Linked DNA regions of Hordeum vulgare: region 1 is linked to region 2. Evidence: chromatin contacts called from public Hi-C data. All regions are on one chromosome and are shown on one strand. Each heading gives the region's core, a stretch centred on a gene start, on an enhancer-like site or on the middle of the called end of the contact. The rest is flanking DNA. Distances are from core to core; before and after follow the strand shown. Region 1 holds the start of LOC123452802 (protein MALE DISCOVERER 2-like). Region 2 holds the start of LOC123395717 (ubiquitin-activating enzyme E1 2).

Evidence for each region. Hi-C and Micro-C count contacts between places; a contact is called where the count stands out from the background.
Region 1: a contact with region 2 is called in a Hi-C map of an unstated tissue, with 7 times the contacts expected there. The contact joins the promoter of LOC123452802 here to the promoter of LOC123395717 in region 2. A contact is called at or near these places in 5 of 6 Hi-C or Micro-C datasets (leaf, seedling and an unstated tissue) and 1 of 1 datasets of contacts at active chromatin or transcription factors (embryo).

What each region holds. Positions count from the first base shown.
Region 1 is chr5H:331,668,050-331,671,200 of MorexV3_pseudomolecules_assembly, reverse strand. LOC123452802 (protein MALE DISCOVERER 2-like) reads right to left here and starts at 1,481. Exons shown (of 8, transcript XM_045129519.1): 1 at 988-1,481; 2 at 774-894; 3 at 583-670. The coding sequence starts at 867.
Region 2 is chr5H:331,489,797-331,492,828 of MorexV3_pseudomolecules_assembly, reverse strand. It overlaps LOC123395717 (ubiquitin-activating enzyme E1 2), which reads right to left and starts at 1,477. Exons shown (of 7, transcript XM_045090746.1): 1 at 1,369-1,477; 2 at 928-1,288; 3 at 1-165. The coding sequence starts at 1,168.

The DNA of each region.
Region 1 (3,151 bases), core at 232-2,731, 180 kb before region 2:
CGGAGGGAATCCTCCTTTTTTTTTTTTAAATCAAGCACAGAAATTTAACTATTACGTATCTACTGCTCCAGATGCAATTGACTGACAGAAGTAAGTACTATTTTCCCTAGACCTGAAGGAATTGATCCATGAAGGTAATACTTTTGGATATTGTCAGAAAAAGGGGACGCATCAAGAAATGCTTAGAATTAGAAGTCAAAACCTTCTTCCACACACATATCCTAAATATTCCAGAGACAAAATCATAGCTTCCTCTAGAAAGAGTGAAAGACAGCTAGCTGTCCTGCATATTCTCTAGTAGTCATGGCTTCTTCTAGACCCCTTTGACTTATAAATCCATGATGCTACAAATAAAAAAAGACAACGGCGGGCAATATCATGTACCGCTTGAAATCAAAATAGGACTTGTTCCATGAGTAACTTAATCATGACTAACGACACATACAGGATAACTACTTGCAAATGATTGACATCTTCACGAGAAAAATAAAATAGAAAAGGGTATTTATTCACACAATCGGTAACAATCAGTTCACCATGAATTTGATCCTACAAGAACATGAACAGATCAGGCCGACTTACGACGTCGCCGCTGCGCCAAACGCCTTCTTCTCTCCCAAATTCCATAACGATCCACTTGGGCGCTCTTGTCTGAAACTCATGGCTCGCCCTGGAGCACCAAGATAGACACATAGATGGTCAACCACTGTTCCACTTGAACAAACACCACCATGACCACTTCCTAATCGCAACACATGGGAAATCAATCTCACCTTCTTCTCCGAGGGCGGCACAAGACCCATGCCTCTCAGGAAAGAGGAAGAAGAAGAGCAAGAGCTGCGCCGCTCTGATGCTCCAGACCTCCATTCCGCCCCCAATGGAGTCCAGGTAGCTCTGCCAGACGGTAGTAAATAAAAGACAGTAAAAAGCAGAACGGGAGACGATAAAAAGGAAGGCAAAGATTCCAACTTGTAGATATACTAGCACCTAAAGCTGCTGAAATCTTTGGCACCGTGGGAGGAGCACACGCCGTTCCATGCCGCCTGAAGAAACGAATCGGGCAAAGTGCCTCCGCTGCTAAGGTAAGTGGAACAGGCGGAGCAGAGTGAGATTTTGGAAGGAGCAAGTAAAGAATCCACCTATCCAACCCTCGCGGATCTGTATCTCGAGAGCAAGAAATCCAGGAGGGGGGAATGCGCTCGCGGAATGCAGAGAAGGAGAGGAGTGGCAGGAAGAAGCTAGGATGGTCTTGTACCTGCAAAGAAGGCTAAAAGGAGGGGAATCGAAAGAAGAGGATGCAGGCGCGGGCAGTGTGCTGGGAACGGGATGAGTTGGGAGGGGCCGAGAAGGCGAGGAGGAGAAAGAAGAGGTCGGAGCACAAGTCAGTCCAGGACGCGGAATATTGGAACGGGAGTGTACTTTCGGGGTGGATTGCACGCAGGCGTGGATGTCTGCCTGCCTGCCTGTTTGTTTGAGGCCAGCCAGCTAGGATGGTGGAAATTTCCCTCCCTGAACTTGCCCTTCTGAACTCTTTTTATGTTTGCCCTGAAATTGCGCAGCGATTTTCACAGGAATCAAATCATTGTTTTCCTTTCTTTAAACGACGCCTGATGAAGTCGTTGCATACATCTTGTAGTGGTTTAGAGCATCAAATAAATCTAAAAATATGCTAGCATTCGTGTCAACTTTAAGATTTAAACCCCGGTGCGTTGGTACCGTCACAAGAATTATTTTTTTAATGGAACAACATGTTTTTTTAGGAAATGTGAAACCACATGTTCCATTACACAACATGCCCAGCTAGATCACTCGCCGTGAGTATAAATACATCATCTGACACACCCTCGGGCCACACACGACGAAGTTACTGGTCATTACATCCCAATGTTGATAGGGCTTGTGCTGTTTTATTACAGATATATGGAGTAAACAAAGGCAGAACATTAATAAAATCCATATGAATCAACACGCCTACTTCCATATAGAGGCTTCTTCTGACGCCAAGTCTCGACCAGTGCTTTGCAATGGTCGGATGAGGTTCTCGCAATCCGATTCAATGAATAATATGTGTCATTCCACATCCAAATGGTGACTTGAGTGCTTCGATGCAGGTCTCCACTTTAGTGGACGCTGCATCACGCACATGCATGATTCTGCCAACACCTATACCTCGTGCTTCATCCTGGTGATGACGGACAACAAAGCCATGTTCTCTATTTCATGTAGATTCATGGAAGGCACCATCAATGTTAACTTCCAATTAGACACCATCAGGTTTAGTCCACCCGCACGCGAACCGATCATGATGTTGCCTCTTGCTATGGCTCTAATGCCAACTTTTTTTACTTGTGCAATCATAGTTTTTCCTAGGTAGATAGTATTGCGTGTATCTAATTTATTCCGCCGGTTGCACCACTTCCAAAGCAAGCATGCAAACAGTGCCTGGTCATTACGTCCAATTTGAGTACCTCTTGAACTACCTCCCTCACATTATTGCATGTAGCCAGCCTTGGTCGGACTTATTCCATGCCAACTTCTTGCCATAGCTTCTTAAATTATTTGCACTTGATGAATATGTGACCTCCATCTTCATCTAGGCGTTGGCAACAAACACATGGGGTTGTAGAACGCATGCACAAAGTGAGTTCGGGATAGTGAGCATCGATGCTTGCCTAGCCAGCATAGCTAGGTTAAAACCATATAGGTCCCGGAGTCCCAATTCCCCCTCTGTTTTGGTTTATTGATAAGTTCGCACATCAACAAATGCACCTTATTCATCTTATTCTGTTGAGCCCATCAATATATACATATTATAACCCCCACGTGTTCACACAAGGTCTTTGTCAAATCAAAATAGGACATAGCAAAAGTTGGTATGGCTTGAGCACACTCTTTAATCAACACATCTTTGCTTGCGGAAGATTGGTTGCTACAGAAAAGTGAAGACACGAATTGTAGAAAAGAGTATTGATTGAGGTTGAAAGAATTAGGAAGAAGAATGGACTGGGATCCATATGTTTATTAGTGTTTTCTCTCCAAAAGATAGATGGTGTAGTGAACAATTACACTTTTGTATCGATGAGCTTGCATAAAATCCATTCTATCTTTTGTGTGGGATCACTAGAAGGGGTGTATCGATTAAGTTGAACCG
Region 2 (3,032 bases), core at 228-2,727:
GGACAGCATTGTTAAGCTCTTGTAGCTTCTGTACACAAGCTTGAGCTCGGTTTTGCCCAACATCATTCTCCGAGAGGAAGAAGTTGCCTGATAAGTCCCACAGCTCCACATTACCATCATCGTGCAAGGTTACAGACTTGACACCCGCGAGGACAAGGTTCTTTGCTGCAGGAATACATGGGTATTAAATCAATTGTAAGCCTAAAGCTTAATTTCAGTCTGTCAAAACCTCCTCAAGTTTTAAAAGTTCAGTTCTTACCGACTGCCAAGATCCTAACTATGTGCAGTGCGGTGCAGTGCAGAAGTTCTCCCATCATAATGGCATTGTGTAATTAAGGATTAAAGGGGCACTGATAGGGTAACACAAAAGACGCTCATTTCAACACACGCATAAAAGTTTTGGTATGATGGTTTAGGTAGTACTCCCTATGTAAACTAATATAATATGTTTTAGATCTGTAATTTAGTGATCTAAAAGATCTTACATTAGTTTACAGAGGGAGTACTTGCCAGTGCATCTACCTTGTGATAAACAGCACTAGTTACAAAACTAGGTACAGATAAGTTCTGGCTTGGTGGTTTGAGCTCAAATCATACAAGACATGATAATAAGAGCCCATCTAGCTAAGAGGGCAATCCCGATCAGTGTGTTTGGTCTAGCAACAACATCAGCTGAGCCAGAGCAGAACCAACAGCTCAAGATAGCAATGACGAGCAGCAAATTTGTTTACGAGAAGCATAATAGGAATCCCTAGGTCGCTGAGCTACATGAGATCGAGCAATGGGTGAAAAGGAATTACTAATTTCCTTTTTTGAAGCTAACATACTTCCCACGTATACAAGGTATCAAATCAAGGAAAGAGATTATTATTATAAAAAAAGAGTAAAAAAGCAGCTCTATTAGAAGAGCGCCTGGGCTGCACGTACCGATCTCGGCACCGAGACCCTGAAGTCCAGAGACGAGGACGTTGGAGCCGAAGAGGCGCTTCATGGTCTCGCGGCCATAGACGGCGAGCTGGCGACTGTGCAGGTCCTCGTCGATCTCGTTCCCCCTCCGTGCCATGGCTGCGTCTCCTTCCTCCCTGGCCGTCTCCCCCTCCCCGGCGCGGGTTTTCTTCTGCAAGTCCTCGACCTCGCCGGCGACGATCTCCCGCTTCCGGGGAAGCATATAGCGCGCGACGCCGCCGAGGAGCCCGAGGACGGCCGCCGACGCAGCGAAGAGCAGGCAGTAGTAGACGGCCGCCGGGAGCTGCCGCGTCAGATCCAGCGCGTGCGACCGCCGCGAAACCTGCACCGGCCGGGCACGTCGTGAGGCGGGGAGGGCGGGGAAGCGGGCGGGTAAGGCAGGGCGGATCCGGCGGAACTCACCTTGGATTCGCCTGTCGCGTCGGGGAAGGAAGCAGGCGAGGGACGGTCCGTCTAGGGTTTCTGGGCTGGGACTGGAGGACCGGATTGCAAAATCTCGGCGGTTGTTGCTGGAGGCGGCTAGCTAATATGTTGATGGGGTGACGGGTGGGTCCCACGTGTCGGTCGGACGGGATTGCGCGTGTGCTTTTCTTGCTGGCGGGGAAACGAAGGAGCACCTGTCCTCTCTGGAAAGAACGAGGAGGCTGCGAGGTGGGCCGAAAGGTCAACTTACAAGTGGCCCCAATTGTTCTCAAGGTCGGACCCGCACTTTGTACTTTAATTAATGTTTCTACAACGAACTACCGTGTCGTAAAACGCGTTGAGGTGTCCTGGGATTTCGAGGTTCACGCCAGTTTTGGATGACCACGGCAAAGCATATACGGAGGGGCCTCAAACAAGCTACTGGATGCAAAAAAAAATTGTACTCACTTGTCCCAAAATAAATGTTATTGATTTAGTATAAAACTAGCAAATATGCCCGTGCGTTGCAACGGAGACAAAAAATATTATGTGCTATAGCCATATAAGCGTTTTTTAGGATTGATTCAATATCCTCACGTATGAACATCCGCTCTTTTAACATGGTGGCTCATCATGTTGCCACTTAACTTTCTCTCCCACCCTCATTGATGATGGTCACGATGTTTACGTGATCACAATACATCCAACATGCTAAATTCTAAGGTAATGAGCTTGCCACTACATGTCACACTTGTCATTATGTTGCGTAAGCAAATATTTAAAAGTTTAAAAACAAATCTCATCGACCACGAACTACTCCCACGTCTATACATATAAAGACTTTAGAAAATCTAATCAAATCCTAGACATAGAAGACTTTGAATTGGTTAATACTCCCTCCGTCCCAAAATTCTCGTCTTACATTTTTCTAAATATGAATGTATCTAGTCATGTTTTAGTATTTTGATACAATCATTTCTAGACAAATCTAAGGAAAAAAAATTGGGATGGAGGGAGTAGCTTTTAAATCGTCATTTTTTGAAATTTTGGATTTTCACAAAAAAAATCACGAACATCAGTTTTGTTTACGAAGATTTTCTGAAATGCATAAATTTTTCTCAAGTTTATGAGCATTTTTTGACTCAGCAAACATTTTTTTATATCACTCAACCTTTAAAAGTCAGGGAACAAATTTTAAAAAATGTGTTTTCTCTTTTTGTGTACATTTTCTAAATTAGATGGACACTTATTTCAGATCCCAAATATGTTTTGAACGCACGATCATTTTTTCAAAATCATGAGCATGATCATTTCCCGACTATTTTTTCAAATCGTGATTATTTTACAAATACACAAGTATTGTTTGAATCCACAAAACTTTTATGATTTCCTAAAAAAATTGAATTCACATACATTTTATAATTTTGCGAACAGTTTTTACAATTCACCACTTTTGAAATTTCGAAATGCCAAATTAATTTATAGAAGGATGAGAACAGAATGAGAAAAGAAGAAAGAAAAAACGAAAGAAAAAATAGAAGAGTCCAACCCCGTACAGCTCGTGAAAGGAGAACACTGCATGAGAAAAATGAAAGGAAAAATTGTACAGAGTGGGGTTTGAACCCCGGTCACCTTGGTAAAACCGCAATGCAGTAGCCACTATA